Regions from separate parts of the Mus musculus genome. Here region 2 is linked to region 1. A link is a contact called in public Hi-C data. All regions are on one chromosome and are shown on one strand. The core of a region is the stretch at or near the end of the contact, and the rest is flanking DNA. Distances in the headings are between cores, read along the strand shown. Region 1 holds the start of Usp48 (ubiquitin specific peptidase 48). Region 2 overlaps Usp48 (ubiquitin specific peptidase 48).

Region 1 (6,417 bases), core at 2,221-4,720:
TCTACACATCAAGTTCCAGGCCGACCAGGGATGATGCATACATAGTGAGAAGAGAAGTTCATACCAAAAGTGGGCTGTAAGGCGGCCTGCTGGAGAGGCAAAGGGAGAATCACTCTAAATGCAAGGACAGTTTAAGCCAAGGTCTAAAAACCCACACAAAAGAGGCCAGCAGGACGCATCGAGCCCACCAGGTAGGAGTGAAAATTCCAAGTACTGACCTTTACCTACCCACCCAGCCAGGCACACCCAGGAATCTGGAATATTTAGCTCCATAGCTCTTAACCCTGCTTTTCAAAACAGTTTCAGAAATGCAAACAGTCCTGGAGGCAGGGTGTGGTGGCATGCTCCCAAGGGAGGCAGAGGCAGGCAGATCCACCTGGTCTAGGTAATGAGGCCCTCTCTTCCCTCCTCCACCATACCCCCCCCAAAAGAGGGAGAGAGTGGGGTGGGTTTGAGGGTGTCTAGTATACAGCAGCCCCTGGGTACTAACCCCAGCACTTAGCAGACACAATATAGACTCAGGAAGGAGGCAGGAGGAACAGACACTCAGGGTCATTGTTGGCCACAGAGACTAACATTAGCTCTATGAAGCCCTGTCTCCAAAACAAAACCCTAAAAATAATTTCTCTAAGGAAAATATATGAACAAGCCAGGCATTGTGGCGCACACCTTTACTGTCAGCACTCAGGAGGCAGAGGCAAGCAGATCTCTGAGTTTGAAGACAGCCTATCTAGAGTCCAAGACTACCAGGGTTTGTTATACGGAGAAATCCTGTCTCAAACCAAACCAAAAAAAAAAACAAAAAACAAAAAAAAAAAAAAGGAAGAGGAGGATATTCCACAGTTAACATCAGGGAAAGGGAAATGTAATCAAAACCACAATAAAACAGACAAATTTAAAAATGTAATAAATTAAAATTACAATCTTCCTATACTGCCTGTGAAACATGTTAAGGGAAAAAAATACTGCTCAAACTGTTAAAGACAATTGCCACATGACCCAACAATTCCCTTCCCAACACACATGTGTTCATGAGAGCAATTTATAAGAAGCAAAAAGAAACAATCTACAATCTACAGTCCATCAACTGAAAGATGGTGCTGTGCGTGGCGGCGGCAACTGCCTTTAATCCAAGCATTCAAAAGACAGAGAGACTACAGTGGGGGGGGGGGGGGCTGAAGTTTTTAATCACAGCACTTGGGAGCCAAAGGCAGGTGAGTTAAAGCTAGCCTGGTCTACAGAGTCAGCCAGGGCTACAGAGAGAAACCCTGTCTCAAAAAACAAAATGGATGGGTGGATAGATGGATAAAGTTACATGAACTATGACAGATATATGCATGCAATTCATCCCACAGCTTAAGAGACAGAGGCAGGCATTTCTCTATGAGTTTGAGGTCAACCTAGTCTACAGAGTAGGTTCCAGAACTGTTATACAGAGAAACCCTGTCTCCAACAAAGAAAATAGAAAGAGAGAAAAGAAAAAACAATGGCTAATGTGAACCCGAAAAGATTCTCAACTCAGTTACTAGATAAATGCAAACCAACAAGAAAAGGGGACTGAGAGGGTATCTGTGTACTAGAATACTGGCCTCTATCATCTACAGGATTCTGGATCTATTCAGAGTAGGAGGCAATAAACACACAGACGCCAAATACTACTTCATACCCACTAGAACAGGCTGGGAGTGTAGCTCATACAACACCCGTAGGGTTTGCACAGGGCTCTGGGTTAGAGCTGCAGCACCAACAGAACAATGAATGGCACATGTCTATGGTCCCATGACTCTCATGTTTGAGCACCTACTAGCTCGAAGGACTGTAAGTCCCAGGTAAACACGGGCTAAATCCTCAAACATACAAAACACCAGAGTCCCCAGCTCTACAAAAACAAATTGAAAAAAATTGAAAAAGAAAGAAAGAAAAAAGGATATTGGCAATTGTACAGTATCAAAACAGATCATTTGTGTGTGTGTGTGTGTGTGTGTGTGTGTGTGTGTGCACTAATGCTCAGGTGCCCACTGTGTCTGGAAGAAGGCTTTGCACATGCTCTGGAGCTGGAGTTACAGGTGGTTATCAAGCACCTGGTGTGGGTTCTCAGAACAAATGGTACTGTGATCCTTTGAAGAGAAGCCTGAGCCCTCTTTACTAATTAGCCATCTTTCCAGCCCCAGACTTAACTCTGTCTTTTATATCCCCTGTGCGGGTAATTGAACCAAGGGACTCAAGCATAAAACCACCACTCTACTCTCAAGCTAAACCACCAGCACTGTAACTATACACTTCAAATGAGTGCCTCGGTAAAGCTGTTTCAATTCCACACTATACAAATTGATGCCGTTCCAGAACTTCGAGGAGTCTTAATGTCCTTGTGAGCAGACACCTAGAGTTTAGAAAGATGCACCCGCTTTACTTTTGAAAACTTCCTAACTTACATTATATCTCAAATGAGGCACAGCTCTGAAGCCAGGAACCAAGGCTTCCACGTCTTCCACTTTTCCCTACACGCCCGATGACACGGAGCTATGGAGCATGCCTCGGTTTATCAATTCGATTGAACACAGGCCGGTGCAGGCTACGAGGTGGGGATAAGAAAACCACTCTACGCAAAAAAAGATCAGAACCAAGGGCCACGAAGGGGGAGCAGAATTTAAACAGCTAAAAACACTTTACTCTGCAAAGTGGTGTGGAGTTAGGGTGACCAAAAGAAAACACCTATAGGTCAAAGAGAGCCAGCCAATGAGAGCGGGGGACCGATGACGTAGGTTAACCAAAGGGTTTTCTAAACCTGCTCTCTGCAAGTGATACTTAGGTGATCAGGCCTTCTCAGCGTGCAATGACAGGAGATACAATGTCGACGAAGTTCGCTGTCGGCAAGTTCCCCTTTTACAAGCGAAAAGCGCACAGCTATGCCCAAGATCAAACAACACTCCAGCGTTACTTACTAAGCCCTATCTCCAACTATCTCCACCGCCATCTTCAGGATGCGAGCCCAGCAGCCGCATCACTTCGGGGGCTGCGTAGCTCCCGGGTCGTGCAAACTGAAAGGAGATGCAGTAACACCGTGCATCGCCCTGGTTCCCGGTCCCCCGTCCCCCGATCCCGCCTCGGCCACGCGAGGACCTCACCTGCACACGCCTCGGATACAAGGCTCCAGCCAGATGCGGTAGGCGGTCTCGATGTGCTCCTGCGACACCTCCTCGGGCCGCACCGTCTCCGCCCAGCGCCAGGCCGCCTTCTCCAGCTGCAGCCGCGGAGCCATAGCCTTGACCGAGGTAGCACTCGCCGAGCCCGGTGGCCTCCGGCGCCGCCTCCGTCTCCGCCCGAATGGGCACGGGCCCCTGCCAGCCGAAAGAACCCAGCGCTGCCCTCAGACAGGAGAGCAGTCAATCACCTGCGCGCGCCACGGCCGCCGCGCCCGCCCGCCCGCGCCCAGCTCGCACGACCAGCCGCAAAGCGCCGCCGCCGCCGCCGATACCCGACAGACCCCGCGCCTGCGGACGTTGGAGGCGTACGCCCTGCCGCAGTCTGCGCATGCGTGCTCCCAGGAGTCCCTGCGCCGAAAGCCCATGTAATCCGACTGGCGGAAGAAAGCCAAGCGTCTGCCCAAAGGCGACTCGCCACGTCTTTTTTCCGCCATGGTGAAGGCAGCTAGCTACGCTTCAGCCTCCGTCGTCTACTCCGACGAGCGAGAGCTTGCCCTTGCTTTCCACACTTCCCCTGTTACTGTGACAAAGTTACACCATAGAGTACTCAACGCACACCATAGGGCCACCGGGACTGTGAGTGGGACCTGATAATAGCAGAAACCGAGGCAGCCGGAACGCCACAGTCGGATCGAGGATTTCACTTGAGCCTGGGCGAGTTCCGGCTCCTTGCCCGTGCTTTCTGACGTCACGAGGCGTTATGTGGTTTGCGGATGCTACAACGGGACTACATATCCCAGCGTGCAATGCGCTCTGCCACTCGCGGAGCGCGAGGCATCCTGGGGTTTGTAGTCTTCGAAGTGATAGGCTCAGTCTTTGAGTTGCAGGTTGTTTAGAAGCATACACAGGTCTGGGACGTGTTCTTTGCTGTAGGCTGTTGACCAGAGGGTCAACACTTTGACGTCTTAATTCGTTATGGAGTGTACACCCTAGCTCCCTGCTGTGATATTATTTCCTTTTTGCAACTACTTCCCCTTAGACCTAAAAAAGGCTAAACTGAATCACAGCGTTTTGTAACAGAAAAGAGCTATTACAGCTAAAGAGAGAAAATTCCAGGACTTTAAATATGTAAAAGCCCTGTGGGAATTCAAGGACTAATTCCTCCCTTATCTACTCCTCAACCCACCCCACCAGCCCCCAAGTAACCTTGAACTGAAGTCAAGATTTACTGAAGCAAGATTTGGTCCTTTGGTTGAATTTAGGCTGAAAATAAAAAACACAAAAATCTTCTAAGTCAGGACACACACACATACACCTCCTTTCTTAAAGAATTCCTACACCAGTTGGTTGGTGGTGGCACACACTTTTAATCTCAGGAGGCAGAGACAGGTAGATCTCTGAGTTAGTGGGCCAACCTTGTCTACAGAGTGAGTTCCAGGACAGCCAGGGCCACACAGAGAAACCTCGTCTCCTGGAAGGAAAAAAAAAAAAAGTCAAACAAATAAACACTGAATTCCTATACCACTGGTTAACAGTTGAACACTGTTGTGGGGCCCACCTTTAATCCCAGTACTCTGGTGGTGAAGGGTAGAGCCTTGCAAATTTAGTGAGTTTCTTTTTTTGTTGTTTGTTTGTTTTGTGGGGCCCACCTTTAATCCCAGTACTCTGGTGGTGAAGGGTAGAGCCTTGCTAATTTAGTGAGTTTCTTTTTTTGTTGTTTGTTTGTTTGTTTGTTTGTTTGTTTTTTGGAGACAGGGTTTCTCTGTATAGCCCTAGCTGTCCTGGAACTCACTTTGTTGACCAGGCCGGCCTTGATCTCAGAAATCCACCTGCCTCTGCCTCCCCAGTGATGGGATTAAAGGCGTGCGCCACCACGCCCAGCGAGTTTAGTGAGTTTCATGACAGCCAGAGCTACATACATGGTGAGACCCTGTTGCAAAAACACACATAATAAGTTGAACTACTTTCTTTTTGTTTTTAAGATTTATTTATTCATTTTTTTATGTATGCAAGTATACTTGTAGTTGTATAGATGGTTGTGAGCCTTAATGTGGTTGTTGGGAATTGAATTTTTAGGACCTCTTCTTGTTCCAGTCAACTCCACTCGCTCAGTCCCTGGTCACTCCTGCCCAAACATTTATTTATTATTATACATAAGTACTTTGTAGCTGACTTCAGACACACCAGAAGAGGTGTCAGATCTTGTTACAGATGGTTGTGAGCCACCTTGTGGTTGCTGGGATTTGAACTCAGGACCTGTGGAAGAGCAGTCGGTGCTCTTAACCGCTGAGCCATCTCACCAGCCCCCCAAACTACTTTCTTAAGTTAGAAAAAGGCACCGTTCCAGACTAATATCACAGAGGAAAGAAAATCCTCAGGGACAGCTGAGAGCAGTGGTTTAGCTGTGAGTGAGGGACGGGGAAGGCAAAGGCTAGTGGTGAGAGAGATTTGAATCCTCTTCAGTCTGGGCCAAAGGTAACATTAAACACAGAAATCTCATGAGACTTGCTGCAAAGCCAACTGGTTACAATCCTGCCATTCCAGCACATTCCAGGAGTCAGAGGCAAGAGGATTAGGAGTTCAAGGCTATCATCCTTGGGTAATTAGAAATTTAAATATGTAAAAGCCCTGTGGGAATTCAAGGATTAATTCCTCCCTTATCTACTCCTCAACCCACCCCACCAGACCCCAAGTAACCTGGAACTGCAGTCAAGATTTACTGAAGCAAGAAGGGAGATTCTCAAGGAGGGAATGAGGGGCGGTTAAGAACACTGATTACAGCCGGGCATGGTGGAGCATGCCTTTAATCCCAGCAGTAGGGAAGCAGAGGCAGGCAGATTTCTGAGTTCAAGGCCAGCCTGGTCTTGTGAGTTCCAGGTGAGTTCCAGGACAGCCAGGGCTATACAGAGAAACCCTGTCTCGAAAAAACAAAAACAAACAAACAAACAAAAAAACAAAAACAAAAAAAAGAAAGAGAAAAAAGAAAAGAAAAAAAGAGCACTGATTACTCTTCCAGAGGTCCTGAGTGCAATTCCAGTGTTCACAACCATCTGTAATGGATCGGATGCCCTCTTCTAGTGTGTCTGAAGACAGCTACTGTGTACTCATATACATAAAAATAAATAAACCTAAAAAAAAAAGGAGTGAATGAAAACCTGAAAAAGAGACAGCTGGGGATGATGAAGGAGAAGGCATCTTGTGGGTATGAGGGAGAGCAGAGACAGAGGCATCCACAACAGTCCAGAGTAAACTGGGTAAGCAGAGTGAACTGGGC
Region 2 (6,417 bases), core at 2,785-5,284, 35 kb before region 1:
GGTGTGCCTCCCGATGAGAGAAGGAAGTGAGGAAGAAGGAGAAGAAGGCCAGGTTGACCTCACAAAAATCTGCAGAGGCCTTTAAAGCTGCGGGCAATCAGTACCTCTGGCCAGTTACTGAGACATGGTCTGTTTTTGTCCTGGAACAAGTTTGGAAGTGAGGTCTTCTGCTCGTTTGCTATCATCTTATGCAAGGCTTCGTTTTCTTCACCTTCTCGTTCTAGTATCTGAAAAAGATGGAAGCCGTCAGCCGACCCGCACTGGTCACAGGCACCCCCCCACCCCAGGGAGGGGCAAACCTTTCCTTCCCTCAGACATTAGAGCTACGCACCTTGCACTGCGAGCAGCACTCTCTGTAACTTGGGAACTCGGGAGCCTTTGGGAAGTACTGCTGCAGCTTGCTCCAAGCCTCCTGAGAAACCAGCCTTCTTTCATTTTCAGATATGCTTAACTCTCCTAAATTAAAAGAGAAGAAATGTATTTAAAAAGCAGAGATGAAAGAAGTCAACATCTATTACTTCTGTGTGCGGTGCCTCAGCACCTGTGTGCAGGTCAGAGGACCACGGCAGGGTTCTGTCCTTCCACTGTGTGGGCCCTGGAGAGTAGCTTAGGTGGCTGAGGCTACATCATAAGCACTTGCTCCCGGAACTACATCACTGGTCATCAGTCCCTATCCTGATGCAGTCTGTGGGCGCTCTCTTTAGTTCATGTGTGAGTGTCATCACGGGCTCCAGCTGCAGTGCCAGCATGAGTACAGACAGGCCACCGTATACACTCAGTGTTTAATGTCATCGTAGTTAGGTTCCACCCACCCTAGGATCTGAGTTTGGGCAGCATTTTATCTCGGGCCACACATAAAATTCCTGACATCCCCTGAAGACTCTGCTTGAATCCTAAAAGCACTGAAGCAGTGCACAAGGCTGTGTGGACCTTGGTCTGCTCTTTAAAGCAATGTCTTGACTCATCTGAGTCCTTGCCATTCAACCTCCAAATTGGTTCTGGTTTTCCTGATTTTTTTGTTGTTTTGTTTTATTTAAGTGTGTGAAAGCTTTGCCTGCCTGCCTGCCTGTCTGTCTGTCCACTACATAGGTGACTAATGCAAACAGAGGTCAGAAGAAGGCTTCAGATCCCTTGGAAGAGCATCTAGAATTCTCAAAAACTGAGCCACCTCTCCAGCCCATCTTGGCTTTCTATGAAACTATGTTACAGGACTTTAACTTCCTATATGCTGAGACAACAGATGTGGGCCGCCCCACCCAGTAAGCACTAAGACAAAAGAAGACTACTCCGGTGAGATGAGAACCACAGTAATCTCAAAGTGCTCAGATTACTGTTAAATCCCCTGCAGCCAGGTGTTATTTTCAGGTATTCCAAAGCAAAACAAGAGTGAATCAGGCTCAGACACCCACATGTTAGTTCACTCCATGTCCACTGGCCAGGAAGCTACAGATGTGTTTGTTAACAAGCAATACAGCCACGTTTCAGAGTAAAAAGGTGAATTTACCAGAGGCAGCCTAGCACCTGGCTTAACAAGGCTGTCTTTGCCATGCCCAATACATTCTAATAACACAAAATGTTATCTTGAGTTAATTCTGCCCCCCCCCCTTTCTGGACCTCTGAATAATCTCAAGGAAAGGCTATGGTAAGCTCGTGTGGTGGTGGTGGACGCCTGGAAGAGTACAATATGCTGTTGTTGCTGGACCTTGAGGAGGCCAAACGTTCAAGGTCAGCCAGTGCTACAAAGCACAAAAAGGACACAAGCAATCCCTCCCTCTCCTGCAGTCCCCCCTCCAACTCAGCCCTCCTCCCTCCTCCTGGCTCAGGGCCTGAACAACCCTCTCCTGTACCTCAGAGTGTCAGCAACAACAAGAAAGTTCTGGAAAGGTCCAGAGAATAGGCACAGGGAAAAACAGAAAAATAAAATATCTTCCAGGCTTAGAAAACAATGGACAGGATTCAATTTTGGCTTTTGGAGAGTGAGGCAGGAGGATAATTTCACCTGGGAAGATACTGGGTGGGATGGGAACTCAATGGCTGTCCACATTCCACAAACAACTGCATGTTGCAAATAAGCAAAGGAGTCCGATGGCAATGTTAACATTTACTGGGCTGAGGAAATGGCTCAGCGGACTAGGCATGTGCTGCGATAGACTGACCTTTAAATTCAGTCCCAGGGGCTGGGCGGTGGTGGCTCACCCCTTTAATCCCAGGACTTGAGAGGCAGAGGCAGGTGGATTTCTAAGTTTGAGGCCAGCCTGATCTACAAAGTGAGTTCCAGGACAGCCAGGGCTACACAGAGAAACCCTGTCTTAAAAAAAAAAAAAAAAAAAACCAAAGGAAAAAAAATTTAAAAAATTAAGTCCCAGGGAACTATGTAAAGAGGCAGGAGAGAACCACTTCCTTAATTATTGTTTTTACATTAGGATAGCACCCCCTCACCCCAAAATTAAGAAAAAATTGGAGATACAGTCCAGGGGCTAGAGAGATGGCTCAGAGGTTAAGAGCACTGACTGCTCTTCCAGAGGTCCTGAGTTCAATTCCCAGCAACCACATGGTGGCTCCCAACCATCTGTAATGGGATCTGATGCCCTCTTCTGGTGTGTCTGAAAACAGCTACAGTGTACCCATATATATGAAATAAGTACATAAATTTTTTTAAAAAAGATAAGAATGATTCAATGGGGCTAGAGCTAGTTCAGTGGATAAGAGCCCTTGTTGCTCTTGCAAATGACCCAGGTTCAGTTTCCACCACTCACAAAGCATCTCACAACTATCTGTAATGAATTCCAGAAGATCCAAGGTTCCCTTCTAGCATAAACAATGATGCTCACATGTAGTGCACATCCAGGCAAAACACCCATACACATTAAACACAAAACACAGCACTTGATAAAAATCAGAAAGGATAATTCTAGTCAACCCTTCCAATAGAGTTAGCACCACTGCCAGCTCAGCAGCACACACCACAACCTCGAGGTGCTCCTCCCCCACCGAGCTCAAGTTCCAGCCACCAAAATGGACCCTTTAAAACTCAATTTTTCTCAGTGGTCAATCAATATCATTTGTTCCTCTTCTTTGTCTCAATCATGTAGCCATGACTGACCTGAATACTCTATATGAAGACTACAAAGAAGAACTGGCATCTACAAAACACTTAAAGCTTCGAGGGGGTCATCAGGGAAATAGCTCACTTCATCAAGGATTTGCTGACTAAGCTGTTCCCAGAGCCTATGTAAAACAGAGCCTGGGAGTGATGTCACACACTGCAACCACAGCACAGGGGACGCAGAGATCTGCTTGAACTAGCTAGCCAGACAGCCTAGCACAACAGTAAAGACTTTTAAAAAAAGAGAAAGCATCTCTATTAAAAAAAAAAGATTTATTTATTATTGTACATAAGTACACTGTAGCTGACTTCAGATGCACAGAAGAGGGGATCAGATCCCATTACAGGTGGTTGTGAGCCACCATGTGGTTGCTGGGATTTGAACTCAGGACCTTAGGAAGAGCAGTCAGTGCTCTTACCTGCTAAGCCATCTCGCCAGCCCAAGCATCTCTATTTTAAGACCGACTTTTATTTTATGTGCATGGTGTTTTGCCCGCATGTATATTTGTGCAACGCATGTGTGGTTGTTGCCCATGAAAGCAAGAAGTGATCACTGGGACCTTTAGAACTGGAGTCACAGAGAGTTCTAAAGCATTTCCAGCAACCATGTGAGTGACTGGAACCAAGCCTGTATCTCTCTGCAAAAGCAAGTGCTCTTAACTGCAGAGCCATCTCTCCAGCAGCCACTTTTAATAAAAGTGAAAGATGCCCATGGTTGTCCTCTGGTTCCTACTACATGTGCATTCATTTATAGACATATCACACACAGAAGTATACCCACATATACATGTACACCACACAAGAAAAATTACTCTAAGTTGGCAAAAGTCTCTTAAGAAGGAACCAAAGAGACAGGCAAGACAGCTCGGCAGAAAAGACGCCCGCCATACATGGAAGCCTGCCAAACCGGAGTCCAACCCCTGTGAATCATGTAAAAGCTGAAGGGGAAGACGACCTAAGCCCTGCATGGAATCATGCCCCTTACCGGAAGCTTAAGAACATACTATTTCTGCAGAGGACTGGAGCTTGATTTCCAGCCTAGCCAGTTCCAAGGGCTGCAATGCCTCTGGCCTCGGCAGACACCTGTGCTCATACACACTCACTCATACAGAGATGTGTGTTGAAAAGATTTTCTAAAAACAGATCTACTATGCTACAGGCATGGCAAAGGACATAGAGGTTAAAATGAGATTCAAAAACTCAATCTTAACCAGCGTTGTACACTTAGAAGACTGAGGCAAGGGGATTAATTTAAGCTTGAAACTGAGCCAGAGCTCAGTTTCAAAAAAGATTTGATTTGACAACCTATGGTACTGCCTTGGTTAGTTTAGGAATCTCTGTGTAGACCAGGATGGTCTGCATCTAATAGAGATCACCATTCAGCTGACTGCCACCTGAGTGCTGGGATTAGAGGGTTGCTCCACCACACCCAGCAAAAGAGGTTCCCCTGCAAGCCCTTCAGACACATCACACACCTGAATCCAGCTCTGTAAAAACTGACATAGATGCTCCCCAAGTTCGGTGTAAGCTTAGACTACAAAGAATGAGCCATGAACGAGCAGAAAAGGACATATCACCCTTAATCTACCAGATGGTTAATTGTCAGCCTCTGTCCTATAATCAACGTCCCTTCTAACCACACACATAAAACCTAAGCCACAAGGCTGACACGACTCATCCTCTGCCCTGAGGATGGGGACACAAGATAGAACAGAAATGGCTGAAGTAAGTTCTACACTGAACGCAGGTTTGCTGAGCCCTCTTCCTGCACGCAGTTCAGCAGTGAAACCAGCTCTGTACTTCCCAAAGAAGGAAAGGAAAGCAACAGCAGCCCTAAGCCCCCACAAGTGTGCTTAACTTCCAGAGCTCAGGCTCTGTAGTGAACAGAGACAGCACTGAGCAGCGACACTTCCCACGACCCACACTGACTCCTACAACAGTGGGGTAAAACCTACCTAACAGAAAAATGCATTTGGACTTCAGACTGGCATTGTGAGAGCTATTGTTAAGTTCCCAAATATTCGATAAAGAACTTTCAGGAAGGTGTTCTGACCCATACCTGTGACCCCAGCACGTGGGAGGTACAGGACTATATATATGACAAAACTCTAACTTAAAAATCTAAACAAACCATTAGGGTTACAACCTCAGTGGACGTGTAGAACAAGACCTGTCGAGCTGATGCAAAACTGACAACAGACTCAAGCTTCGGGCTTACCATGAGGACACAGAATGTCTTCATTAAAATTTAATTCCTCCTCCTCTTCTTTCTTTTCTTCCTTTGATTCATCTAATCAAAAGGAACAGAGAGTTACTGGTCTGGCTGGTGTGGTTCACAGGTCAAAGCAGCTTAAAGGAAACTTGAGATCACTCTAAAATCAGACCCCACGGCGGCGGCCTGCACAGCTGTGCGGGGAAGGGAGGGCTGCTTTTCCTTCCCTTAGAAGGGAAAACCTCAATCAATGACAGCTAATGATTTTGAAGAGTTATGAAAGAAGCCTGCTGTGATCCCAACACTGGGGACAATGAACAAAGAAAGATCAGAACTTTAGGGGGAGGAACTGTCCTGTGACTTTACTGAAAAAAGAAAAGAGTTGAGGCCAACCTGGTCTACAATGAGTTCCAAGACACCCGGGGCTACACACAGAAACCCTGAATGTCAATAGAGAAGAGGAGAGGGAGAGGGAGAGGGAGAGGGAGAGGGAGAGGGAGAGGGAGAGGAGAGAAGAGAAGAGTGGTGACATGCCCCTTTAATACCAGCACTCAGTAAGCAGAGGCAGTTGGATCTCACCCAGGAGTTCAAGGCCAGCTTGATCTATAAAGCAGAGTTCTAGGACAACCAGGGCACAGAGAAACCTCGTCTCAAAATGAATGAATGAATAAATAAAATTATAATAAGCCAATAAAATTTGCTTTTTCTAAATGTGAATATTTATTTACACATCCCACGAGCTCTAAGAAGTATCACGTGTGTGTCATTTGTCATTTGTCTCACCACCCTCTCTGAACAGAAACCTTACATGAGACACACGTTGATGTTTAAGAAGTCTCATTACAGTCAATACCTGCTTGTCTTTGCTTGTCTGCACTGTCACTATATGTAATTCTAGACCCTGGAAATGAATCAAAGGAAGAACTCTTTAACATTTGGAAACTAGACTAGTTATTCAAGGGCTTTCCAGGTTAAGACAGGAGACAATATTAACACACTAAAGCTACATCAAAGCATTTATTGCCAAGTGTGGAGGCACACACCGATAACCTCAGTGTATGGGAGGTAGAGGCAGGAAGACTGTAAGTTCATGACAGCC

Evidence for each region. A called contact is a pair of places that touch in the nucleus more often than the background predicts.
Region 2: a contact with region 1 is called in a Hi-C map of bone marrow-derived macrophages, with 2.4 times the contacts expected there. The contact joins the enhancer-like site here to the promoter of Usp48 in region 1. A contact is called at or near these places in 10 of 39 promoter capture datasets (the 3T3-L1 cell line, 3T3-L1-derived adipocytes, the HPC-7 cell line and 5 more), 1 of 15 datasets of contacts at CTCF or cohesin (CD8 T cells), 55 of 484 Hi-C or Micro-C datasets (CD4 T cells, CD8 T cells, CD8 central memory T cells and 33 more), 19 of 115 datasets of contacts at active chromatin or transcription factors (the 230-238 cell line, CD8 T cells, the HPC-7 cell line and 10 more) and 3 of 9 other capture datasets (adipose tissue, liver and pancreatic islet).

What each region holds. Positions count from the first base shown.
Region 1 is chr4:137,591,225-137,597,641 of GRCm38.p6, reverse strand. It overlaps Usp48 (ubiquitin specific peptidase 48), which reads right to left and starts at 3,470. Exons shown (of 27, transcript NM_001355588.1): 1 at 3,126-3,470. The coding sequence starts at 3,259.
Region 2 is chr4:137,627,153-137,633,569 of GRCm38.p6, reverse strand. Usp48 (ubiquitin specific peptidase 48) reads right to left here. Exons shown (of 27, transcript NM_001355588.1): 15 at 5,325-5,396; 16 at 332-456; 17 at 105-227. Among named protein-coding and RNA genes, the nearest start is that of Usp48, 36 kb to the right of the region's middle. Within about 2 kb of position 4,034, at least 26 of the 459 cell types and tissues checked have an H3K27ac peak or open chromatin away from gene starts, as enhancers often do. A contact at or near this core is called in adipose tissue, bone marrow-derived macrophages, granulosa cells and 1 more, where this site is marked.